2 separate regions of the Rattus norvegicus genome follow, and region 2 is linked to region 1. Evidence: chromatin contacts called from public Hi-C data. All regions are on one chromosome and are shown on one strand. Each heading gives the region's core, a stretch centred on a gene start, on an enhancer-like site or on the middle of the called end of the contact. The rest is flanking DNA. Distances are from core to core; before and after follow the strand shown.

Evidence for each region. A called contact is a pair of places that touch in the nucleus more often than the background predicts.
Region 2: a Hi-C map of frontal cortex shows a contact between it and region 1, with 2.0 times the contacts expected there. The contact joins the enhancer-like site here to the promoter of Mrpl37 in region 1. A contact is called at or near these places in 5 of 12 Hi-C or Micro-C datasets (the A7r5 cell line, Schwann cells, frontal cortex and 2 more).

The regions. Positions count from the first base shown.
Region 1 is chr5:127,073,045-127,079,500 of GRCr8, forward strand. It overlaps Mrpl37 (mitochondrial ribosomal protein L37), which reads right to left and starts at 1,923. Exons shown (of 7, transcript NM_001004235.1): 1 at 1,526-1,923. The coding sequence starts at 1,871. It overlaps Cyb5rl (cytochrome b5 reductase-like), which reads left to right and starts at 2,069. Exons shown (of 7, transcript NM_001411873.1): 1 at 2,069-2,120; 2 at 3,709-3,979; 3 at 5,906-6,054. The coding sequence starts at 3,782.
Region 2 is chr5:127,173,416-127,179,540 of GRCr8, forward strand. It overlaps Tceanc2 (transcription elongation factor A N-terminal and central domain containing 2), which reads right to left. Exons shown (of 5, transcript NM_001014260.2): 3 at 5,984-6,125. Among named protein-coding and RNA genes, the nearest start is that of Trnaa-agc38, 3.8 kb to the left of the region's middle. Within about 2 kb of position 4,581, at least 12 of the 93 cell types and tissues checked have an H3K27ac peak or open chromatin away from gene starts, as enhancers often do.

The DNA.
Region 1 (6,456 bases), core at 673-3,172:
ATGCCTGCAGGGAGCACCACAGAGAAGAGGCTGCCTCAACAGAGAGCTGGTTTTGTTTTTGAGATATCTGAGAAACGAAACTTCCAGGTGGTAAGAGTAGACTACGGGAATAAGTGCTTAAAAATGGAAGGAGTTCAAACCATGCCCAAGGCGCCGAGTTCCCTGCTGACTCCCCACAGAGAAATCAAAGGTGTGAGACTAGTTCAGTGGATACTGGCCCTTCAAATAAAACCCCAGCTCTGTGATTTTCTTTTTTTTTTTTTTTGCTAGCAATCTCAAGCCAGGTTTTATGGTTCTCTAGCACAGAGCAAACTATGTAGTCCTTAGAGCTGCTATTTACTGAATGTCTCCTCCTGTGCCATGAACTTACTATAAGTTAGATGGGATTCTGACATGAAGGGGAAACCTGGACAGACTGAGTTTGCCTCAAGTTGCTTATCTTTAAGGTGATACAGGTAAGAGGAGAAACTGAGCCTGTCTACCATGAAGTCCACAATCTCTCCACAACCCCAATCCTCTTCTCAGGCCCATATCTTTTTTTTTTTTTTTTTTTTTTTTTTTGGTTCTTTTTTTGAGAGCTGGGGACCGAACCCAGGGCCTTGCGCTTCCTAGGCAAGCGCTCTACCACTGAGCTAGATCCCCAACCCCCTCAGGCCCATATCTTACAAGCGTTTATTGTGACTTTATAAGACCTCTCTGTACCTTGAGGAAGTGTAGGATAGAAGATACATTTCCAGACTGGTTCAATGAGTGCAATCTTAGCCTCTGATCTTTTTTCTAAGATAGGGTTTCTCTGTGTAGCCCTGGCTATCCTGGAACTCACTCTGTAGACCAGGTTGGCCTGAACTCCCAGAGATCTTCCTGATTCTGCTTCCCCAGGGCTAGGATTAAAAGTGTGCACCACCACCTCCCGACTGCAATCTTAACTTCTGAAACACATCCGTCCACTATTGTCAGGGTCACTTAAAAGAGTCATGTCTGTGAGATCCTTCACAGCACCTGAGTTCACTGAAAATGGTTAATGGCTAGAAAAATCAGTTTGCAGGCATAGAAGTGGGCATTTTAGGAGGCTGTGCCACCACCACCATCACCACCATTATCCCCACCCCCCACCCCCCAAAGTGTTTCTCTGTGTATCCCTGGCTGTCTTGGAATTCATTCACTCTGTAGATCAGGCTGGCCTCCAACTCAGGAAACAGGCACAAGACACTATGACCTGTTCTTAAGTGGGCAGATTTTCGGGTCTTTGAAAACATATCCCAGACCTATTTAACAAAAGACACTAACCTAGGAAAGTAGCGTTGTAGACCTGCTTCACTATCCCTTCTCCATGAATGTAAACAGATCACCTCCCGCTACACTCATTCTCCATTGCTCCCTCTCACAAATACTGCCCTTGATCCTGACAACTCTTGGAAGACGGATGTCACTCAGATTCTACTTCGCAGAGGAAGAAACTTCCCCAGGGTCGGGATCATTGCTGAGCTGATAACAGGGTCTCCTCCCGTTTGTCCTGAGGCCTCACCCTCAAGGAGTCGACAACGCTGGTGGAAGATGTAGCAGGGTTGCTCCTTGTACAGAGGCTGCTCGTGGATGGGGGCCGCACGGTGGAACCGTGGGTCAATCCAGCCGCGCTCCCACGGCGGGAAGATCGGCTTCGCCAGCCACGGGACGAAGTGCTTCTTGCCCTCGTAGGTAATGGGTTCCAGGCCAGGGATCTCGTACACCCTGTCCAGGGGGCGAGGCTCCGGTTTCCGAGTGGAGCGCACACCCCACTCATACGCTCCGCGTTTCGGGGCCCCGTAGCCCCCGAGGCCGAGCCTCGCAGAGCCAGCGAGTGCCCGCATAGCGGGCCCGGACGCCAAGGCCATACCGACTCGGGTCTTCACTGCACCTCTACCTGGACGCCGCCATCTTTGCCCGGGCAGGGCCTGCTGGGAGCGAAAGGGGCGGAGCGCAGTGGCTCATTTTGCGATTGACAGACACTTCACCCAATCACAAATAAAAATCCTTGCTTTGTCCCCGCCCCTTGGGCAGTTCCCATCCTTATAGGTGGAACCTGCAAAGCGCTCTTTGCTTGGGGTTTCTGAAGTACCCCACTTGAGGAGACTTGCTGGTAGGTAGGTGAGCGTGGTGGTGGTGCTTGAGTCCGTAGCGGAGGAGTGTAGGGACCTCAAACTTGTACTTTGGACGTCTTTGACCATTAGGCATTTAGTATTTCAGAGGGCCCAGTCTCCTCGCTGTAAAATTAGGAGTTAAAATGTCTTAGCAGGTTCGACCCCTAGTGAGTTCTGGAACTATCCTCCTCTCCACCCTTCTCACTGTTGCCCTCGCTTACCTCTACGCCACCTCGGCACTCAGCCCAGCGCCGAAAGCAAGTTACTTTTGCTCTTCTGAGATTTCTGATTCCTGGAGGGGACCAGAGCCGGGAATTGCTCCTTCGCTCAGCACTAACTTCTGGCAGGCTCACGGTAGGGGTCGGGGTGAGTGTGTAAAGCATACGTTGAGGGACCACCCAGTGAGTACATGAGTGTACGACTTGAACGGTGGCAACACACACATGCTTCTTGTCTATGTCCTTAAGGTCTTTCCTCTTGTTTGACCACTGTCAAAGTTGCTATTTTTATTTTGTTTAGTGACTGTCCTGTGAGCTCTCCCTGACTTCTAGAGCAGTTGCGAGACTCACAGTTCATGTTTAACGAATGAATACATACTAGAATAAAGCAAGTGCTTGGTGATGACAAGTGCAACACTTGGGAAGGTCTCTGACAGGAGATGACCTTTCAACCAAGGCCTGAAGAGTAGGGATAGGCATCCAGGTCGAGGCTGCAACAGGGATTGTGCCTCCCAGATAGGAAAGAATCATGTCTTTAAAACTGAGATTGATATGACCAACTTGTCTACCAATTTCCAAAGTAACTGAGACAATAGGACTATTTAACCCCCATGAAAGCAAAAAGGCAGAGGACAATATAACCAACTCTCAGGCTGTACAGCAATTTACAGTTAACAAAGCATTTCATTTGTCTGATTTTAATACACCCCCTCCCCAAACCCTAAGTGTAATTGGCGTAAAGAGAGACATCATTCACTCGTGTATCTGATACAGTGCATGCTGTAAATAAGATTGATGTAGCACCATGCCAGGTCTTAACAAGGACAGGGACTGTGTCCTGTGCACTTCTCTTGCCTTCCAGCACCTAACCCTGTACCTAGCTCCCAGACCATAGAGTGAACACTCACCAGTCAGTGGGAGCTTCCCGTATGCAGGGTGTTTGGCAGAATACAGAAAGAGTAAGACACAACTTCATTCTCCCTGGTTCCCCAGCTTCAGAAACATACTGAAGCTTCTTGCACAGTAGAAAAGTTCTTCTGAATCCAAATCCCCTTCTCTGCTAAGATTTACTTCACACACACACACACACACACACACACACACACACACACACACACACACAAAACCCCAATAATTATAAGTGTTTCCTGTGTGACAGCCTCTGGTTAAGCCATCTCTATCCCCATAGACTACCTGGTGGGCCTTGAAGAAAGTGTGAGAGAGGGGCTGGGGATTTAGCTCAGTGGTAGAGCGCTTACCTAGGAAGCGCAAGGCCCTGGGTTCGGTCCCCAGCTCCGAAAAAAAGAACCAAAAAAAAAAAGAAAGTGTGAGAGAGATAACAGGGTATAACTGCCATGTTTTCCTTCTCCCAGGCAGACAGCAAAGAGGAGCCTGGCCTATTTCACCACCACCCCACACCCCCATATTGCCCAAGCCCCGCTGACAATGGCTGAGAGGGAGGATGACCATGCTGAGGCTTGGTTGCAGTTAAAGCCTGTGGAACCCTTGCCCTCCCAGTGCTGTGGTAGTGGCTGCTCGCCCTGTGTGTTTGACCTCTATTACCGAGACCTGGAAAGATGGGACACAGCCCAAGCCAAAAATGACATGAGCCTGCTGAGTGGGAAGCAGCCACCTGAGAGCCAGGTGAGGAGCCCAGAGTGGCAACATCTATCCGGCCCTGCCCTGCCCTGCCCTGCCCTGCCCTGCCCAGTGCCCCTGCTATGGGATGACTTCCTTGACTGGACAATGGAGAGAAAGAAGCCCTTATAATGGAAGCAGGTAGATCCAAGGAGCAAGGTCCAGACCTAAACTCAACCTATTTCAACCTATTAGCTATGTGGATGTAGTCTAAGCCCCTTAACCTCTTGGTGCCTTTATTTCCCGAATTGTAAAATGGACTGAGTTATCTGTAATGTTTAACACTGAACCTAATAATTATTTCACTAAACATTCAATACCCATTGAATACCTGTTATACCCCAGGCACTATCAAGCCACTGAGGATTGTGAGTGAGCAAACTAACTTGGTATTATACAGACAAGTACATAAGGAGTGTTGCTGTTACTCTGGAGCTTAAGGACTTTCTCTTCCCATTCTAACTCCTTCATTCACTTCATAGTACTCACGTGTTCAGTATATAGTGGTTCAGTATATAGTAATCACCTGAGGTAACAGAAAATTAAGTGATAGTACAAAACTTGGCAAGTCTTACAAAACAGCTTTTTTTTTTCTCTTTGGATTTTCAAGATAGACTTTCTCTGTGTAGCCCTGGCTATACTGAAACTCCCCTCTGTAGACTAGGCTGGCCTCAGACTCAGAAATCCACCTGCCTCTGCCTACTGAGTGCTGGGATTAAAGGCATGTGCCACCACCCCCTGGTCAAAACAACATATTTCAATCTAATAATTTTATCTTTTAATGTAATAAAGTAATAATAATATACTAATTTCTCTAGTAATTTCCACTTTTGAAATTCATATACAAAACGGAGTGTAGTGGCGAATTCTTTTAATCCCAGCACTTAAAAGCTAGAGGTAGGAGAATCAAGGATTCAAAGCCAACCTTGGCCAGCTAGGATCAGGTCAGTCTGAGTTACATGAGACCCTGCCTCAGAGAGAGAGAGAGAGAGAGAGAGAGAGGGGGGGGGGGTGTGATGGAGAAGAGGCAGACCACTCAGGCCATGCTCACCTGCTGCAGCCTTTCTCTGTCTACCCTAACAGTTTCTGTGCTGTCTGTCAGATGTCAGGTAGACACCACAGTGTGACTGTCTGTGACTCTGTACTTCTCGCTTCCCCAAAGGAAGTTTACCGAATACCCTAACCAGAGCACAGGTTAACTGAAGGGCTGAACCTTTCTCCCTTCTGCCTCCAGGGAGTTAGACAGCCTGACTGCCAGTGTGTACTATGGACTGTTCATCAGCTACATGACCTGAGACTTCCCTTTTCTCTCTGAAGCCTGTAAGAGGAACACCCACTTAGCTTCATGAGCCTGAACTTTCTTTGGAACTCCCACCATACTATGTCTTGGGTGTTAATAAATCTGTTCCCAGAAAGACAGTCTACCTCAGCATTCCTCTTGAAATCCAAAACCTAAGACCTTTCAGGCCTCCGTTTCCCCATATGTGATATGAGGATATTAGATTGGACCATCTCTGAGGCTTCATCAGTTTTTTAGATCTGGAACTTAATAGATCTGAAGGATGAGCGGGTGTTTTGTATAGAGCATACAGTTTGAACAATAAAGACCTTGAGGTAGGTAGGCAGTGAGAGGTGACCTTGGGAGGAGGAGGAGGAATGAACGTCTAAGGTCTGTTGTGTGGCAAATACAGTGAAGCTTGTAGTTGCCCACTGCTCCCTTGAATGTAGGCTAAGGAGCCTGTGCTTGTTCCCGCAGCTGTGGGGAGCTACAGAAAGCTTACAAGAAGAGTAAACTCCATGCACTATGCTGTACATCAAGGAGAAGCAAGAGCCAACTCCTGTCACATCAGGAGATGACTCTCATCAAAATCAGGGAAAGTGTGTGTGTCCCTTGGGTCTGACCTCTAGAGGTCAAATCTTTTCCTGTTATAGGGCTGTTCTACCAAGCTGAGTCCAGAGACTTTCCTGGCCTTCCACATCAGCACCATGGAGAAGGTCACCAGGGACACCTATCTTGTCCGGTTTACACTACCTGGGAACTGTCACCTCGGCCTGCTTCCTGGGCAGCACCTCATCCTACGGTACATTCAGGTAGTGGGAGAACCAATGTCTGCTGCCCTGCTTTACCACTGACCAGCGGAGTAGCTGGGGGGAGCTTACTTGACCTATTTTAAGCCCTTCTTCAGGATGGACGTAGCAGCATAAGACTCAAGGTCCTTGGCGTGGAGCTCAGTAATGTTTTTGTGATATATAATACACCAGCACTTTGATAGCACTTACTAGCCAAGCCATAGTTCTGTCTGCTCACATTCCTAAACTCATTTAACAATCACAAAATCCCCAGAGGATGCTAAAGTCAGAGAGTTTCAGGAACTTGCTAACACAGGAAGTATTAGATCAGGATTTGAAAGCAAGAGTCTGTCTTCAGAGCCAGTGTAATTAGCATCGGATGACAGAAAGGACAGTAAGAGTAAAGAACCTGA
Region 2 (6,125 bases), core at 3,331-5,830, 100 kb after region 1:
CACTGGACCACACCCACTTCCACAGTTGGTCCTTGTCAAGTCCACCTAAGGGCTGCCTGCGGCGCTGTTTCTCCGCTCCATTCTCAGTCCGTGCTTGCATCGTGTCTCGCCGTGACCAGAGCCATACTCTGCGCCCTCCCTCACACCCGTTATGCGTTTGTTCACTGCCAGCCTTTCCCATGAGCTATCACCATCTACCACCACACAGATGACTTCTGTTTCTTCTCTGTGCTTCGCTTCCTTTTGTTACTGTTTTGTTTTGTTTTGTTTTGTTTTGTTTTGTTACTGTTTTGTTTTGTTTTGGATACAAGGTCTCTGTATCCAGGAACTCACTGTGTAGTCCAGGATGGCCTCAAACCCAGGGCAATCCTTGTGCCTTAGGCACCTCTCAGCTCTAGGATTATAGATAGGCTCCACCATGCTCAGCTAGGGCAGAGATCTTTGTCAGTGTTGACCACAGGCGTCCACTTCAGTGCCTGGCACTCGGCAGGTGCTGCAGTTTCATTGGCTGATGTAATAAAAATACTGTGGCAAGAGTAACTTAGGGAAGAAGGGTTCACTGCGTTGCCAATTCCAGGCTATGGTCCATTACTGCTGGGGAGTGAAGGAAGGAGCTTATAGCCTCACAACCACAGTCAAGAGCAGAGAGCATAAAAGCTCAATCCTCACCTGCTTGCACCCAGCAAGCTCTCTTTCCCATCACATGGTCCAGGGCCCTAAACCAGGCAATGGTGCCTCCCACAGTGGATGGGCCTTCCTCTACCAACTATCAGTTAGGACAATCTCCCAAAATTCCTCCAGGCTCTCTTCCCATGTGACTCTTGGTTAAGCTGACAGTTTAAAAGTAGCCAGCATATCGGGCACTGAGTACTCACTGAACAAATGCTAGGTGGTTGCCTATGTGGTCTCCCTTACCCTGGTATCCGTCACCTTTACCTTCTTTTAGCCACCAGAAGCTCCCGGCATGCATCCCATGGCTTAACCGCATTAAATGATTACGAGTGTGTCGTTTAACCTTAGAGGTTGCTAATCAGATATTCTACGAAACACTTTCATGAATAACCCTGAGTTAAAACCAAAGCCCAGAACAAAGACGGACAAGCTTGCTTGTTTGTCTACTCATTTGGCAGTGCTGGGGATTGAACCTAGGGACTTGTGCACTACCATTGAACTACATTCCCAGCCCAGCTTTTCTTCTTATGAGATTCCTCTTACTTACCTTATTATATAAGAAATTATGATGAAAACCTCCAGTAGAGAGGAGACTACCTCCCTGCAGGAGTTCTGGGAATACACAGTAGCAGACACAACACTGAATACAGAGGTCAGACGCAGCTGATATCCAGCTGTCCCCTTTCTTTACAGGCAGACACACCTGGACCTGCTGCTGCCACCCTCCCCAGGCATCTGTGTTCTAGGGTGCTGTCTCAGGACTTTGGGCTTTCTTTTCTCATGCCTCAGCCTGAAATGAACAGGAGTTCATTCTGACCTACGGAAAGTACGTGTCTGTGCAAACCCTTCCTACTCTGTGGAGAGTGCGCGTTGTACCCTCATGGGCTCCAGTGCACGCCCTGACTTCCATATTTTCAAAGGTCAATTATAAGTACACACTCACACGCTTCCTTTCTAAGCAAGAACTGAGGATCTTACAAACACAGACCAAGCATCATTGTCTGGCCTTCAGCATAAGGCATGGTATATTAAGGTCCTTTATGTGTCAAGTGAGTGAATGATTCCAGATTGAAGATAAAATACAGATCAAATGATCCAAGGCTCTTGCTGATCGGCACGCTACTCATTAGTTAACACACAGACCTCGCCCTGTGAGCCTCCTCTATGCAAACTCCTCTCACTCGACTGGATCCTTCTCATTAGCGTTCAACATTACGTTTCTCTCCTACCTAAAACCCCGTTCTCATCCATCTCCTTTCCCTTCCTTATCCTGTCACCCTTTAATAGCAAACTTCTCAAAAGCATTCTCTTTTCTGCACCCTTCCTTTGCTCCTCACGCTCCTGCCCCCATCTTGCTTCTGAGATTGTTCCAAAACTACCTATTCCGTTTTTAGATTAAGCTTATTTGGCACAGAGATAACCTCGGATATGGCTGATGGTGCTTCCCCGCAAACCCCAACTCTTTTCTTTCTTTCCAGTGACAACATTCTCTTCTGTTTCTCTGGCCAACTTTCTCAGAATGGTCCTATAAATCCCTTAAATAGTGGAGTGCATCAGGATTGTGGACTTGGCTCCTTGTTTTCCTTATAGTCTTCCTGCAGAGGCTTATCTAGTTCTGTCCTCAGTTCCTAGCTCTATGTTGATAGTAAGTAACTCCTGCTGAAATGGTTACCATCTTTCTTTAGTTTGGGCTTTATCCATCCAATATCGTTTTTTGTTTTGTTTGTTTGGTCTTGCGAGACAGGGTTTCTCTGTGTAGCCCCACTGCTGCCCTTGACTCAGAGATGTCCTCGCCTCTGCCTCCTGACTGCTGGGATTAAAGGCTGTGTCCAACATCTGTTTGGACACTTCCTCTGGAATGTTCTATGGTTCTAGAGAAAATAGGAAAGATGAAAACAGAAACTGGCTTTGGAATAAAGAGCTCATGAATGAGTTAGAGTCAGCAGAAGAAAGAATTAGTAATTTGGAAGACATGTATCTGAAGAAATTAGCTAGAATTCTGACAGACATAAAGGGATAAAGAATATGGCATAGGGGTTTGGGATTTAGCTCAGTGGTAGAGTGCTTGCCTAGCAAGCGCAAGGCCCTGGGTTCAGTCCAAAAAAGAAGAAAAAAAAATATGGCATAAACATATGAAGAACAGGTCTAACACAGTCTACCTGTAGACTCTCAGGAGGGACTATAGAAAATAAAAGCGCATTTGAAGAGAGAATAGTTAGAAGCCAGGTATGGTGGCTCATGCCTGTAACCCTAGCACTTGAGAGCCTGAGATAAGACAATCACAAGTTTGAGGCTGGCTGAGGTACATAGTGAGTTTCAGGCCAACTGGGGCTACACAATGAAACTCAGTTTCAAAAAAAAAAAAAAAAAAAAAAAACACAACCAAAGAAACAAACAAATTGTGACTTCCGTATCAGTTGCTGTTTCACTTTCTTGTCCGTTTTGGGAACTCTGGCCCTGGGGACTTCAGCTGCTGTGAGGGCCACCATGAGGACAGGCCGAGGAACTAAGGGCCTTCTCTGAGCAAGCCTTTAAAATGTGCATCTAGGGGGCTGGGGATTTAGCTCAGTGGTAGAGCGCTTACCTAGGAAGCGCAAGGCCCTGGGTTCAGTCCCCAGCTCCGAAAAAAAAGAACCAAAAAAAAAAAAAAATGTGCATCTAGGAAGCCCTTGGATGCCTGAAGCTCTAAGCAACAGACCAATAAGAAGCTCTTAAAAGACAGGGAGGGCTGGTGCAGACCTCTGCACAGTACTCAGGAGATGGTGAGAAGAGAATCAGGAGCTCACGGTCATTGTAGCCAGGCTGACTGGAAGAGCACCTACCTAATCAAACCAAACCAAACCAAACCAAACCAAACCAAACCAAACCAAACCCACTCTGAGCCAGAGCCAGTCCCACAAGCTGGCCCCTGGATTGCTGACCGGCAGAGGAACTATGAGAAACAATGCTTTCTTAAGCAGCGGATTTTAGGGAAATTTTATATAGTAATAGACAACTAATCCATTGCCAGAACCAACCAGTTTTGAATTGCTTACAAAAAGCCTTCTCCATCTGGTCCAGACTGTCTCTCGGCTGCCTTTCTTGCCATACTCTCTGGCATATTACGTTTTAAATACACCTAACAACTCGGGGCTTTTGGAACGGGACTGTGTTCTCTCTCCCACCTCCACCCTCACGCAGCTCCCACGATGCATCTCTGCCTGACACATCCCTCAACACTTTCTTTCCTACTTCCATACACTTGGCTAGCCGCGCCCCATCCTCAGAGCACTGTACTAAGCTACAGAACAAAGTCTATAAACTGCCTATATCTCCATCAGACTTAAAGCTCCAAAAAGAAGGGAGCAGTTGCTGTCTCCGTTATCCCCCATAGCTCCCAGCACACAGAGGACACTCTGTGATATCTGGTGCTTACATCCCTCGAGGTAGGGAGGCAGGAAGGCTAAAAGTTGAAGCATAAACATTCTCAGGAAATGATCCAAGTAAGATTTTCATCTGATACAACTGTAGAGGAACCACGAACCCTCTGCATCCCATGGGATTTCAGTTTAAGGAAGGCTCGGGTAAGGTCAGGGTTCAACAGCTGGATGGGTTCCAATTCCTGCTAAGTCAAACCTCATGGTAGTTCCATTCCGGCCCCTGGCTGTAATCTCTGGATACCTGACACACCCATTCTTGAAAATACTCACTACACTCATCTGTCAAACAGAAATGGTTTTTAAAATTATCACCTGCTGCATCTTTAAGACAGTCTTAGCTTATCATGTTGAGATTTAGGATCTGATCACGTATGGTATCTGTGGTATGTGTCTAAACAGGAACACATACGCACATACATGCATCAATAAGCAGGTCCTAAAATATTAAACACTAGTACCCTCTACCGGTGGAAAGCCCTTACAGGCTCATGTGAATGGTCGTACTGCCCTCTAGTGACCACAACCTATAAAGACAGCAAACCCGGCAGCAGATGGGAGCATCTCCTTGGCTATAATGATAGGGTTTTATATTCTTTAAGCATCTAATTTCCTCAGATTCTGGTTTATATTACAGGGGTGCAACTCTAAGACTCTTGGGGGCTCCCTGGGGACTCCGTAAAGCTCTTCCCAGCTGTTAGTGACAGTGTGAGGCTGCTCTCTCCTGCTTCTCAGGAACAGGAGGTCAAGGGGAGGCAGAGGAGGCGATGGCAGCACTAGTGAGGGCAGAGGCAGCAGCTGTGCAGGCCCGCCCTGAGCTCCCCGGGGAGCCGAGAGCAGCTTGAGGAACACATGTTGTTCTTCCCTTGCATATTATCCACAGTTGTGTGCTGTGCTAAAACGGCAATTCAACTCGGTCCCTCACTCACCTCTGAAATATCTCCAAAGCCATAATAAGTGACACGGTGGCAAGTGTTGCTATCGTTTTTGTTTTATAAACCAAGTTCGCCAGTTACTGCCACTGGTGACAGATTAAGCTGAATTTCTTTCAAGATTTAACTGAATCACCACCTCCTCTATGGGGCCTTCCCGAAGTCCCCAGACTGCAGCCACTGCTCCGTCCTTTCTGATCGCATACAGACGCTCCAGATTGAGCGGACAGTGTCAGATGTGCTCATTCATAGCTACGGTAGAGTACTGCTCCTGTCTGTGTACACCATCACCTCTCTACCAAACCCTCAGATCCTCAAGGTCACAACCAAGTCTTAATCAGTTTGCACAGTCAGCATCAGGCACACTCAAAATGTCACCTGTAGGTGCTCTATACGGTAAGCACAGATATTGGACACATGCTTTTAAAACTTTATATAATAACTGTTATTATAAGCTAGCACCTCTGATAACTCTAATGAAAAGGTAGAGGGGGTATAGCAAGGTGGCTCAGTGGGTAAGGGTGCTTGCCAACAAACCAGACAACTTGAGTTTGATCCCAGGACTCACATGTTGGAGGGAAAGAGCAAACATCCGCTAACCCGTCCTCTGACCTCCATATGTACACTGCGTCAAACACACACCCAAGCCCATTCCCAGCACAGTAAAATGAAGGCAAAAAATTTAAAAGATTGAGGACTGTGCTTTGTGTGTTTTCATTTCATTTTTTAAAAATTTTTACTGTATGTTACTATACTTTACTATACATTACTATTTTACTATGTATTGCTATAGTTTACTATATATTATTATTTTTCACAATAAATTCCTAGCCTGAGGCTAGAAGTGTTCTACACAGCAGTCCCTCCAGCGACAGTGTGGAAAGCACCGATGGGTCAGGTAACTCATGGCGTACAGGAAGAAGGGAGACACCAGGAAGTGCTTCCCAGGGCCCAGGACCATACCTATCCTTGTCGACCGCAACACCTCCCTGGAGGGTATCTTCTTCTTTAATTCTTGTAGGGCGGCGACCAGGTTTTCTTTGGTTTGCTCAGGAAGCTCCAACACAGTTTTCCACCTTTTTATGTCTTCTATAACCACAACTCT